Linked DNA regions of Macaca mulatta: region 2 is linked to region 1. A link is a contact called in public Hi-C data. All regions are on one chromosome and are shown on one strand. The core of a region is the stretch at or near the end of the contact, and the rest is flanking DNA. Distances in the headings are between cores, read along the strand shown. Region 1 overlaps EEPD1 (endonuclease/exonuclease/phosphatase family domain containing 1). Region 2 has its middle 120 kb from the start of SEPTIN7.

The links. Hi-C and Micro-C count contacts between places; a contact is called where the count stands out from the background.
Region 2: a contact with region 1 is called in a Hi-C map of fibroblasts, with 7 times the contacts expected there. The contact joins two enhancer-like sites. A contact is called at or near these places in 10 of 14 Hi-C or Micro-C datasets (CD4 T cells, blood, cortical neurons and 5 more).

What each region holds. Positions count from the first base shown.
Region 1 is chr3:92,076,217-92,081,269 of T2T-MMU8v2.0, reverse strand. All of the region lies in intron 6 of EEPD1 (endonuclease/exonuclease/phosphatase family domain containing 1), which reads left to right. Among named protein-coding and RNA genes, the nearest start is that of ANLN, 97 kb to the right of the region's middle. Within about 2 kb of position 2,474, at least 11 of the 40 cell types and tissues checked have an H3K27ac peak or open chromatin away from gene starts, as enhancers often do.
Region 2 is chr3:92,385,568-92,391,029 of T2T-MMU8v2.0, reverse strand. No RefSeq gene overlaps it. Among named protein-coding and RNA genes, the nearest start is that of SEPTIN7, 120 kb to the left of the region's middle. Within about 2 kb of position 2,334, at least 4 of the 40 cell types and tissues checked have an H3K27ac peak or open chromatin away from gene starts, as enhancers often do.

The sequences.
Region 1 (5,053 bases), core at 1,225-3,724:
CATCTTTCCAAACTGAAGCTCGGTACCCGTCCCACGATATCTCCCCAGGGACCCCTCGCTGCAGCCCCTGGCAACCAGCATTCTACTTTCTGTCTCTGTGAATGTGACTACTCTAGGTGCCCCATATAAGTAGAATCATATAATATTTGTCCTTTTGTGTCTGGCTTGTTTCACTTAGCATAATGTCTTCAAGGTTCATCCATGTTGTAGCATGTGTCAGAATTTCCTCACTTTTTGAGGCTGAATAATGTCCCACTGTGCATCTATCCACCGTATTTTGTTGCTTATCCATTCATCTTCTGATAGACACTTGGGTGGCTTCCACCTTTGTCCTATTGTGACAATGCTGCTGTGAACATTGATGTGCAGCAGCTTTTCTTTTGAACCAGGACATGCCGTGACCAACATTCTACTTTAAGGATGAGTCCTCAGGCTAAAAACAGTCAGAAGATGCTCTATCCAAGAAGCAGCTGTGTGGGAAATTGTCCACCCATAGTTAGACTCCGATGACTCTGATCTGTAAAAAGGACGACTTAATAGCTTGTCATATCTGTGGACATTACTATTGTTCTTGACCTCAAACTTTATGTAAAGGAAGCAGAAAGGAAAGATGCCAGCTCATAATTTCTTTGGCAGCTTTAGGCAGTCACATCCCCCCACCCCCCACCCCTGGTATCCAGGGAGTGGTCAGGATTTTGGCAGAAAACCTTGGGCAGGTTATTGTTCCAAATTGCCAAGGTACTATTGATCCACAGCCTGGCTTGGCCTTGACTTGTTCGTATAGGGACAGTGACTCATGCTGCCTGTGTCCCCTGCCTGTAACTAGTAACCAATTAATTGTTAACTGGTGACACTCCAGACCCAGGGGTTCAGGAAGCAATTCAGCCTGCCCAGGTCTAACAAGGGTAAACAGGTCAGCAGAGGGGTTCAGCTAAAGCAAAGACAAAGCCTTCATTCCACAGGCTTCTATCAGAGCAAGCAGAACCGATGTGGTTAGCAAGCTCTGGGCCTTTCTGCCTTTGTCTGGAACGTGCATGCAGGCTGACGTCAGTGGGGATATGCCGGTCCCCTAGTGGAACCTTCTTCTCTCAGACCTCACCGGGACTTGGGGACAGGGTCTCCCTCTGTGAACTGAGCAAGAGTGAAACAGCGTGTGTAGTAACTCTTGACATCTTGGCAGATGGTCCCTCAGTGGGGACTGGTTCCTGTAGTTGTCACTGGCGTTTTATAAATCTAGAGACTCTCTGAGGAAGTCAGCCCACAGTGTTCTCCTCTCACTGCTGAGAATCAAGGGAGCGATAAAGGAGGCCCGCCCAGGTGGGTGGCTTTTTAGGAAGATAACTCAGGCTCCTGTGGATTCTCAGAGGCAAGAACTGCCTTGATGTCATCACTGACGCGGATCCAATTGGAATAACATGAGTTGTAAGAAATCCGATGTGCTCATTCAAAAAGGGAACTGTTGCATTCCTGAAGCTACACAGAGCTAGCTCTATTGACCCTTGACACCAGCATCACTCCTGATTTTGGAATTGTCCTTTTCAGCCCAGATCTTTGCAGGCCTGCATCCCAACGAAAACCTCCCTCATTATATGGGAACTTTGTTTTCTTCGATATTTAATGAATGTAGCATCTTTCTCTTTGTTCCTTTCCAAGTGTGGTTCCGCTTGTCTGTTGGTCACATATTTATTGAGTGCCTGCTGATGCACCTGGTGTTGCATTGGACAGCAGCCGCTTCTGTATGGCTCTTCCATCCTCGCCCTTTGTGATGAGCCCTGGATCTGAGGCCTGGCCCGGTGACTTTGGGCAAACCTTCCCACCTCTGGGAGCCTGTTTCGTACCTGCAGAGGGGAGATGGTGACAGCACCTGCCCCGTGGGTCGTGGCTGTTAAGTGCGGCGCTATCGAGGAAGTGGTTAGCACAGTGCTATGACTATGATTCAAGCTGGCACTGATTCCTCCACGGTGTGGGTGGCCCTGCAGGAGAGGCTTCCTTTCATCCCACCCACTGTCCTCACGCCTCCTGGAGGAGGGCGCCATCTGCAATGCACATGCGCCCTCTGGTGGTGGCCCGAGCGGCTTCCCTTCAGATTCCTTTCCCTCCAGCCGTTATTACGGAAGCATACCCATGGCCAGGAAAAAAAGATTTGCAAAGTGTCTTGGATACATTTACGACTTCATTTATGAACTGCTTTCCCTAAAGCCTCCTTCACAAAGTGTGGCAGAAATGCCACCTCCTGCTGTGGGACAACAAGGGTCAGGCAGAGCCCGGGGAGTCCTGCAGAGCCCAGCTGGGGGGTGAGTGTTCTTTCAGGATTTCTACTCGCTTTGCTTGGAAAATACTTCCTAACTATCCCACTTCCTCTAGGGCAAATCAGACTGTGGGAGAAATGTCTAAAATGCTTTAAGAGAAAACCTTTCCCCCTTGGCCCTGAAATCACTTTGTAGTTCTTATGCACAAATATTTAACTTCCGCTGGGTGTCTCTCCCTGACAAACGTGTGAAGCTGCATCAGGAAACTGATCAGGAAGGAGTGAGTGCCTACATGTGAGTGCCCCGTGCCAGGCGCTTCTGGTGGCTTCTTTAATCCTGACACCAGCCTGGGGGGAAATGGCTTGTTCTTTCCCTTTTATGAACTAAAAAGGCTTGCCCAAGGTCACGAAGCCGGGAAGTGACAAACCTCAAATTCTGCACTCAGAGTCATCCAGCTGTTTTCTCTTAGAACCGGGGCCGAGAACCACTGTTTTCCTTCTTTCTTTTTTCTTTTTCTTTTTCTTTTCTTTTCTTTACTTTACCTTTCTTTCTTTTTTTTTCTTTTTTTTCTTTTCTTTCCTTTCTCTCTCTCTCTCTCTCTCTCTCTCTTTCTTTCTCTCTTTCTCTTTCTTTCTCTCTTTCTCTTTCTTTCTCTCTTTCTCTTTCTTTCTTTTCTTTGACAGAGTCTCACTCCAGCCGAGGCTGGAGTGCAGTGCAACAATGTCGGCTCACTGCGACCTCTGTCTCCTGGATTCAAGCGATTCTCCTGCCTTAGACTCCCAAGTAAATGGGATTACAGGCGCCCACCCTATGCCTGGCTGATTTTTGTATCTTTAGTAGAAATGGAGTTTCACTATGTTAGTCAGGCTAGTCTCAAACTCCTGACCTCAGGTGATCCGCCCACCTCAGCCTCCCAAAGTGCTGGGATTACAGGTGTGAGCCACTGCGCCCGGCCTAAAGCCACTGGTTTCTGATATGCTCCTGTGTCAGGTTTTGTTTCATTTTCAGCCCCCCTGTGACCACTCTTCCTCCTAGCTAATTTGGATTAATAAGGTGAAATGAGGACTTGGAAGAATAGGACACAAAAGTGTCATTGTTTTCAGAGAATATAATTGTCAGTTTGTTACACCTGAAGTTAAAAAAAAAATTAGTCCCAGTAAGAGAATTAAGAAAACTGCCTAGTTACAAAATTAAAATAAAAAATTAGTCCTTTTGATATATATCAGTGATAACCTATGGAAATAAAAAAATTTAAAAATAAGCATTAGAGAAAATATAATGGGATAAAACAAAGATCCCATTCATAATAAAAATCAAAAATATAAAATACTTAGAAATGTGGTGGTAAAGTGAAGAAAATGGTAAGACTTTAGTGAAGAAGTTTTTGAATAAATACCTGAATCAATGGAGAAACATGGCAAAGTATTCTTGGGTGAGACGTGTTGACAGTTCGAGGTACCTGTCCTTACCGTGTTTCCGTGTAGTTGACTGCACCAGGTCTCAGCAGACCTCTTTAATATTCTAGGTGTGGTTCCCACACCTGGCTGGACATGGAATCCCAGAGAGCTTCAGGAAATGCTGAAGACCAGGCCACCGGAGACGCTAAATCAATCTCTGCAGGTGGAACTCCAATTTCTGAGAGTGGGACTCAAGCATTAATATTTTTTTGAACTCCCGATGCCCCAAGGGTTTTTTGTAGAGCTCGCCACCTCCTACTTCAGTCAGAGAAGCTCCACTTTTACCCACTCTACTTTTGGGGCTTCCTACAGGATCTCATTTGAGAAAAGGAACACCCCCACCCTATACATTTTAAAAAGAAATAATGTTTAGCCGGGCGCCATGGCTCATGCCTGTAACCCTAGCACTTTGGGAGGCCGGGGCGGGCGGATCACCTGAGGTGAGGAGTTCAAGACCAGCCTGGCCAACATGGTGAAACACCATCTCTACTAAAAATACAAAAATTAGCCAGGCACAGTGGCATGCATCTGTAATCCCAGCTACTTGGGAGGCTGAGGCAGGAGAATCGCTTGAACCTGGGAGGCGAAAGCTGTAGTGAGCCGAGATCGCGCCACTGCACTCCAGCCTGGGTGACAGAGTGAGACTCCATCTCAAAAAAAAAAAAAGAAAAAAAAAGTTTCAAAACTGCTTATTTGAAGCAGATCCATCTTTAGGATGTACTGATAAGGAAAAAAAAGTAGGAATTGGTAGGTAAAGTTGCTGCCATTTGAATGAAAATAACTATGTAAGTGTACACGTCTGCTCCTCTGTGTAGAGTGTCTAGAAGGGGACACAAGGAACAGAGAACAGCCTTCTCCTGCCAACCAAAGACAAGAATGTTAAAGTTCACATGAGTTTAGTTTAAAAGAAAATTTGGGAATGAAAATTTCAATATCATGAGAATATATAAACATTTTAAATGAAAGAATATTAAAACATATAGTACTAGCTCAAAAACAGATCAATATGATAGAATAAAGCTCAGAAATAGAAATATTATACAGAAGATCTTTAAGATACAGGCCAGTATTATAATTTAGTTGAGAAAGAAATAATTTTTCTAGAAATGGTACTGGCAGAGGGGATTAATTATTTGCATGAAAAATAAAAGTAAATTCCAGACAAGTTAAAGAGTGAAATGTATCATCACATAGGAGGCAGTGGAGTGGGGGGAAGGTGAAATGTGAGAAATGAAATGATAATAAGAACTTAGTGGATATTTGTTTGATTTTGGAGGCACTCCAGGAAAATTCTTCCAGACTGTACTACATTAAAAAAAAATTTTTTTTTAAACTTTTGTGTGCTTC
Region 2 (5,462 bases), core at 1,085-3,584, 310 kb before region 1:
TTTTGTTTAAGTGCTTCTGGTCATCCTTGTTGGGTGGGGGCAGACGAGTGGGTTTGTGGTTTATTAGGGAAAAATGAAAGGTATTTTCCTTCCAGGAAAAGAGCCAGACTTTCCTGTTCAAGGTCTTGACCCCTGTTCCAGCCCCACTTATAGCCCAAAGTAGGAATGAAGATGGCCTTGGGGTTTTAAGGCTGACCCTGTCATGGCAAAAAGAGGCAGAATGGACGTGTTGTGTTGTGGAGACTTGAAAAGAGGCGGCAGCCTGAGGCTGTCATGTGTCTCTTGAGGACTGGAGAGAACTAGCCTTCCCCTCGGCAGGACCTCTGAAGAGAGGACGGCTGTTGCGTACTGTAGGGCCTGCGCAGGCCCAGTGGGGAGGGCGGGGGTGGCCTGGAGCCCTCCTCCTTGGCACTGCCCTACCAGATGCAGAGGGGAGGCCCAGGAGTGTGTGCTGTGGGTGAGGCTGCAGCACTGCCCAGGTGGTGTGCAACTTTCCTGCCAGATGTGGGGAGCGGCCCTGACCTGGGACCCCAGATCTGGACCCCTGGAGAAACTTTTCAGGGCCATGTAACCCCAGCCCCCACCCAAGGTTCTTGTGGAATCCATAGGAGGAGTCCTCACGTGCCTGATTTTAAATACATGCCAGTCTTAGTGGGTAGGAGAAGGAATCAGTTCAAAATAAACCAGAGGACACCACATTTGACATGACTGGCCCCTTGGGGAGAACATGGATAACACTGGCCTAGGTCTTGGGATCTCAGCAAGTCAGCACCAGACATAACTGCCCAAGTGATTTTCATATTGTGGTTTTGATGTTCTTGATATCAAATGGGCAGAGGCCTGAGGAGTCACAAACTACACACACACACACACACACACACACACACCAGCAGCAGCAGCAGAAGCAGAAGCAGCAGCAACAAGTAAGAAGTAGAATGAGCCAGGACTAAAGCCGAGTAAAATGCAAATATACACACAGTGACACCAGGCAGCTGTGAGGACACCCACATCTAGGGATACATCTCAAACATACTGGTGAGGAGATGGGTATGGGAGCTAAAGGAATCATAAGCAAAAAAAAAAAAGCCAGAAGAGGTGTCACATGCCCTGTCAGTGATGATAGTGTCCTGAAGCTGGGAGGATGACAAGCACAGTTCTCTGCAGAGGTGGCCCACAGAGGTGAGAGCCAGGCAAAAATGGTGGGCAGAAGCCCCAGAGGGTCTGCCCAGATGCCATGAAACCTACAAGCAATGCCATGAGGCTGCGGGGAACTCGTTAGGCACACGGAAGGATTTCCAGGCCTGTGTCTGCCCTTCTGTCCATGTTGAGTTACCAGTGTTGACTCACACCCTGGCACCTGGAGGGATTTGTGTGGGTCGCCTGGCAAGCACGTAGGTTCCTGTAAATACAAGCAGCCTAGGTCTGACAGGAATTCCTTACTGCTTTCCTTCAGAACTGATATTAGAAGTAAATTGTTCTCTTTGAAGTGTTCAACCCTAACATGTCCCACTGGGAAAACTCTCTTTTTCTGTGGCCAAAGAGTATCAGGCTTTGTGGATTCTACAGAAGAACCAGAATCGAGGGCCAGACCTCACCCTGGGCAGCCCTGCCATGTCTTTAAGTGATGGGGCTTGCCTGTGGACTGTCCTTGTTGGAAAGATGGGGGATAGCTTTAGTGCTGGCCACCGTTGCTGGTGACACACAACCTTATCCAAGGAAGTACATTAAGAACTCAGTGCTTGCGGCCCTCAAAGAGATCCCAGTCTCTTTTTGGAGGAACTGGTTAAACCTGTTATGATCTAATCAGACAATGTAATATTTTGCCCCTATGAAAAATCCTGCTTTTGAAGCCTTCTTATTGACACTGGAAAATGTAAATGTTACGTCTGCTGAAACAATCTTTAGCGAGTGCCTTTGCCCAGAACATGAACTGATCAGGGCCAAGCAGAAGCACAAACAAGTCGCATAAGAACCTGCTGGGAAGAACTCTGGCAGTAAAAACTGTTTTCCATACCATAGCTGACTGGTTTGCTTTTCAGACCTTGTGAGCCAGAGGAGATGTTCCCAGAATCACACAGCGCGGGAGGCTTGGTCCTGGAAAACTGCCAGGTGGTCAGCAGTCAGTGATGAGGGATGTGATCACAGCGGCGTTTCCCAGCCTGGCCTCGTGCAGGGGCCACGCCTTCCCACGTCCTCACACACCCTGGTCCCAAAGTCATCTTGGAAGCACAGTGTCTGAACCCTTATCTAAGGATTAAAGAATAGCAGAAAAACCAGACATTTAGAGGTATTTAGACATTTAAAAGAGCCCAAGAAATCCAGGCGGTCTGTGTGACCTTCATTTTCTCCCATGAGAGAGATGCAGGGACTTGGGTGCTGTGCTGTGCGCAAGGCCATGGGACAGCCCCCCCACCCCACAGGAGTAGGGGTGCTCTGTGTGCAGCTGCACTCAGCCTCTCCACCGCCTCCTGTGCCAGGACACCGTCATTTGACGGGGCTAAGATTTTGTTTTTAATGTTCATAAAGCCCCTTAATCCTGAGAACGGCTTGACTGTGCATTGAGTTCCTGAGAACAGGACTAAAATATCTATACAATATGAGTCCAATTATATTTATGGCTAAGCGTCCAAATATACCTAGAAAAAAACTTAGAAGGAAATGGGCCAACATATTAACAGCTTCCCTCCCACCTTCCCCCACACACAACTGTGATGGTTTTAAGAGAAGTTAAAATGTTTCCTTAAAACCGCTTTATTGAGATATAATTGGTACTGAACTTTGCTTTAAGCAAACAAAAAATGAACATTAAGATTTATTTTTTAAGATTTAGGGTATACGAAAATGAAATAAAAGGCATCCAGATTGTAAAAGATGAAGAAAAACTTTATTTGCAGATGATATGATCTTATATATAGAAAATCCTAAGGAATCCATGAAAAAACTATTAGAACTAATAACCAAGTTCAGCAAAATTGCAGTATACAATGACAATTTATATACAAATCAATTGTATTTATTTTTATTTTTATTTTTGAGACGAATTCTCGCTGTCGCCCAGGCTAGAGTGCAGTGGCACGATCTCAGCTCACTGCAATCTCCACCTCCCAGGTTCAAGTGATTCTCCTGTCTCAGCCTCCCGTGTAGCTGGGACTACAGGTGCCCGCCACCACACCTGGCTAATTTTTGTATTTTTAGTAGAGACAGGGTTTCACCATGTTGGTCAGGCTGGTCTTGAACTCCTTACCTCAGGTGATCTACCCACCTTGGTCCCCCAAAGTATTGGGATTACAGGCATGAGCCACTGTGCCCAGCCAAATCAATTCTATTTCTATACACTGGCAATGAACAATCCAAAAATGAAATTAACAAAACAATTCCATTTATTAATATAATAAAAAAGAATAAAATATTTAGGAATTTAATAAAAGAAGTACAAAACTTATACTCTATAAACTATAAAACACTGTTGAAAAATGTTAGACAATGTAAAAAAAATGGACAGATATCTCATGTTCATGGATCAGAAGACCAAATATTGTCAGATGGCAATACTCCCCAAACTGATCTACAGATTTAACAGAATCTCTGTCAGCACACGCCACTACGCCCTGTCCCCCAGCTGGCTTCTTTGCAAAAATGGGCAAATTAATTCTAATATTCACATAGAAACTCAAAAGACCTAGAATAGCCAAAATGATACAGAAAAAGAAGAACAAAATTGGAGGACTCAAACTTCTGATTTCAAAACCTATAAATCTACAGTAATCAAGACAGTGTGGTACTGGCATTAAGATAGACATATAGATCAGTAGAATAGAACCAAACATCCAGAAATTCTTACATTTACAGTCAACTGATGTCCAACAAAAGTGCCAAAATAATTCAAATAGAGAAAGAGGAGTCTTTTCAACAAATGGCGCTGGGACTAGATATCCACATGCAAAAGAATGAACTTGGACTCATAATTTACTAAAAATGGATCAAAGACCTAAATTTGAGACATAAAAAACTCTTAGAAGAAAACACAGGGGTGAATCTTCATTACCTTGAATTTGGCAATGGTTTGTGAGATATGACACCAAAAGTATGAACAACAAAAGAAAAAAATAAATAGAAATTCATCAAAATTTAAAATTCTGTGCTACAGAGGACGCTATCCAGAAAGCGAAAGACAACACACACAATGGAAGAAAATATTTGCAAATCGTATATTTGTTAAGGGACTTGTATTCTAGAATAGATAGAACTCTTAAAACTCAACAATAAGACAAATAACCCAATTAAAAAGTGGGAAAAGAATCTCAATAGACATTTGTCCAAATATTAACCACATGAAAAGAGGTTCAACACAACTGTCGAAGAAATGCAAATCAAAACCACAATGAGATACTATTTTACATCCACTGTATTAGTCCATTTTCATGTTGTTGATAAAGACATACCTGAGACTGGACAATTTACAAAAGAAAGAGGTTTAATGACTTACAGTCCACATGACTGGGGAGGCCTCACAATCATGGAAGAAGGCAAGGAGGAGCAAGTCACATCTTAGGTGGATGGTTGCAGGCAAAGAGAGAGATTGGGCAGGGAAACTCTCCCTTATATACCATCAGATCTTGTAAGACTTATTCGCTATCATGAGAACAGCATGGGAAAGACCTGCCCCCCGTGATTAAATTATCTCCCACCAGGTCCCTCCCACAACACATGAAAATTCAAGATGAGATGTGGGTGGGGACACAGCTAAACCATATCATCCACTATGATGGCTTTCATCAAAAAAGCAGGTAACAAGTGTTAGTGAGAATGTGGAGGAAGCAGAAGTTCCACACGCTGCTGGTGGGAATGTAGAATGGTGGATCTACTTTGGAATACAGTCTGGTAGTTCCTTCAAAAGGTAAACACAGGGTTATCATTTGACCCGGCAATTCCACTTGTTAAAAATAAACTGAGGGCCGGGGCGCAGTGGCTCATGCCTGTAATCCCGGTACTTTGGGAGGCTAAGGCATTGCTTGAGCTCAGGAGTTCGAGACCAGTCTGGGTGACATGGCGAAACCCTGTCTCTACAAAAATACAAAAATTAACCAGACATAGTGGCACGCACCTGTGGTACTAGGTACTCCTCCCACCCAGGAGGCTGAGGTGGGAGTATTGCTTGAGCCTGGGAGGCAGAGGCTGCAGTGAGCTGAGATCATGCCACTGTACTCCATCTTGGGTGACTGAGTGAAACCCTGTCTAAATAAATAAATAAATACTCAGGCACATGAAAATTTTAATAAGTTTATTCGAGCATTCAGTGATTCATGAATTCAGCAGTACCAGAACACAAGCAGTTCAGTGATGGCGCGCAAGAGGAAACTTTTATGAGGTGTTCGTGGAAGCAAGACCATGAAAATATTTGATTGGTTAAGGTGGAAAGTCCTTAGTTAGAGGTTAGTTGGTGGCTTCTGATTGGTTAAGCT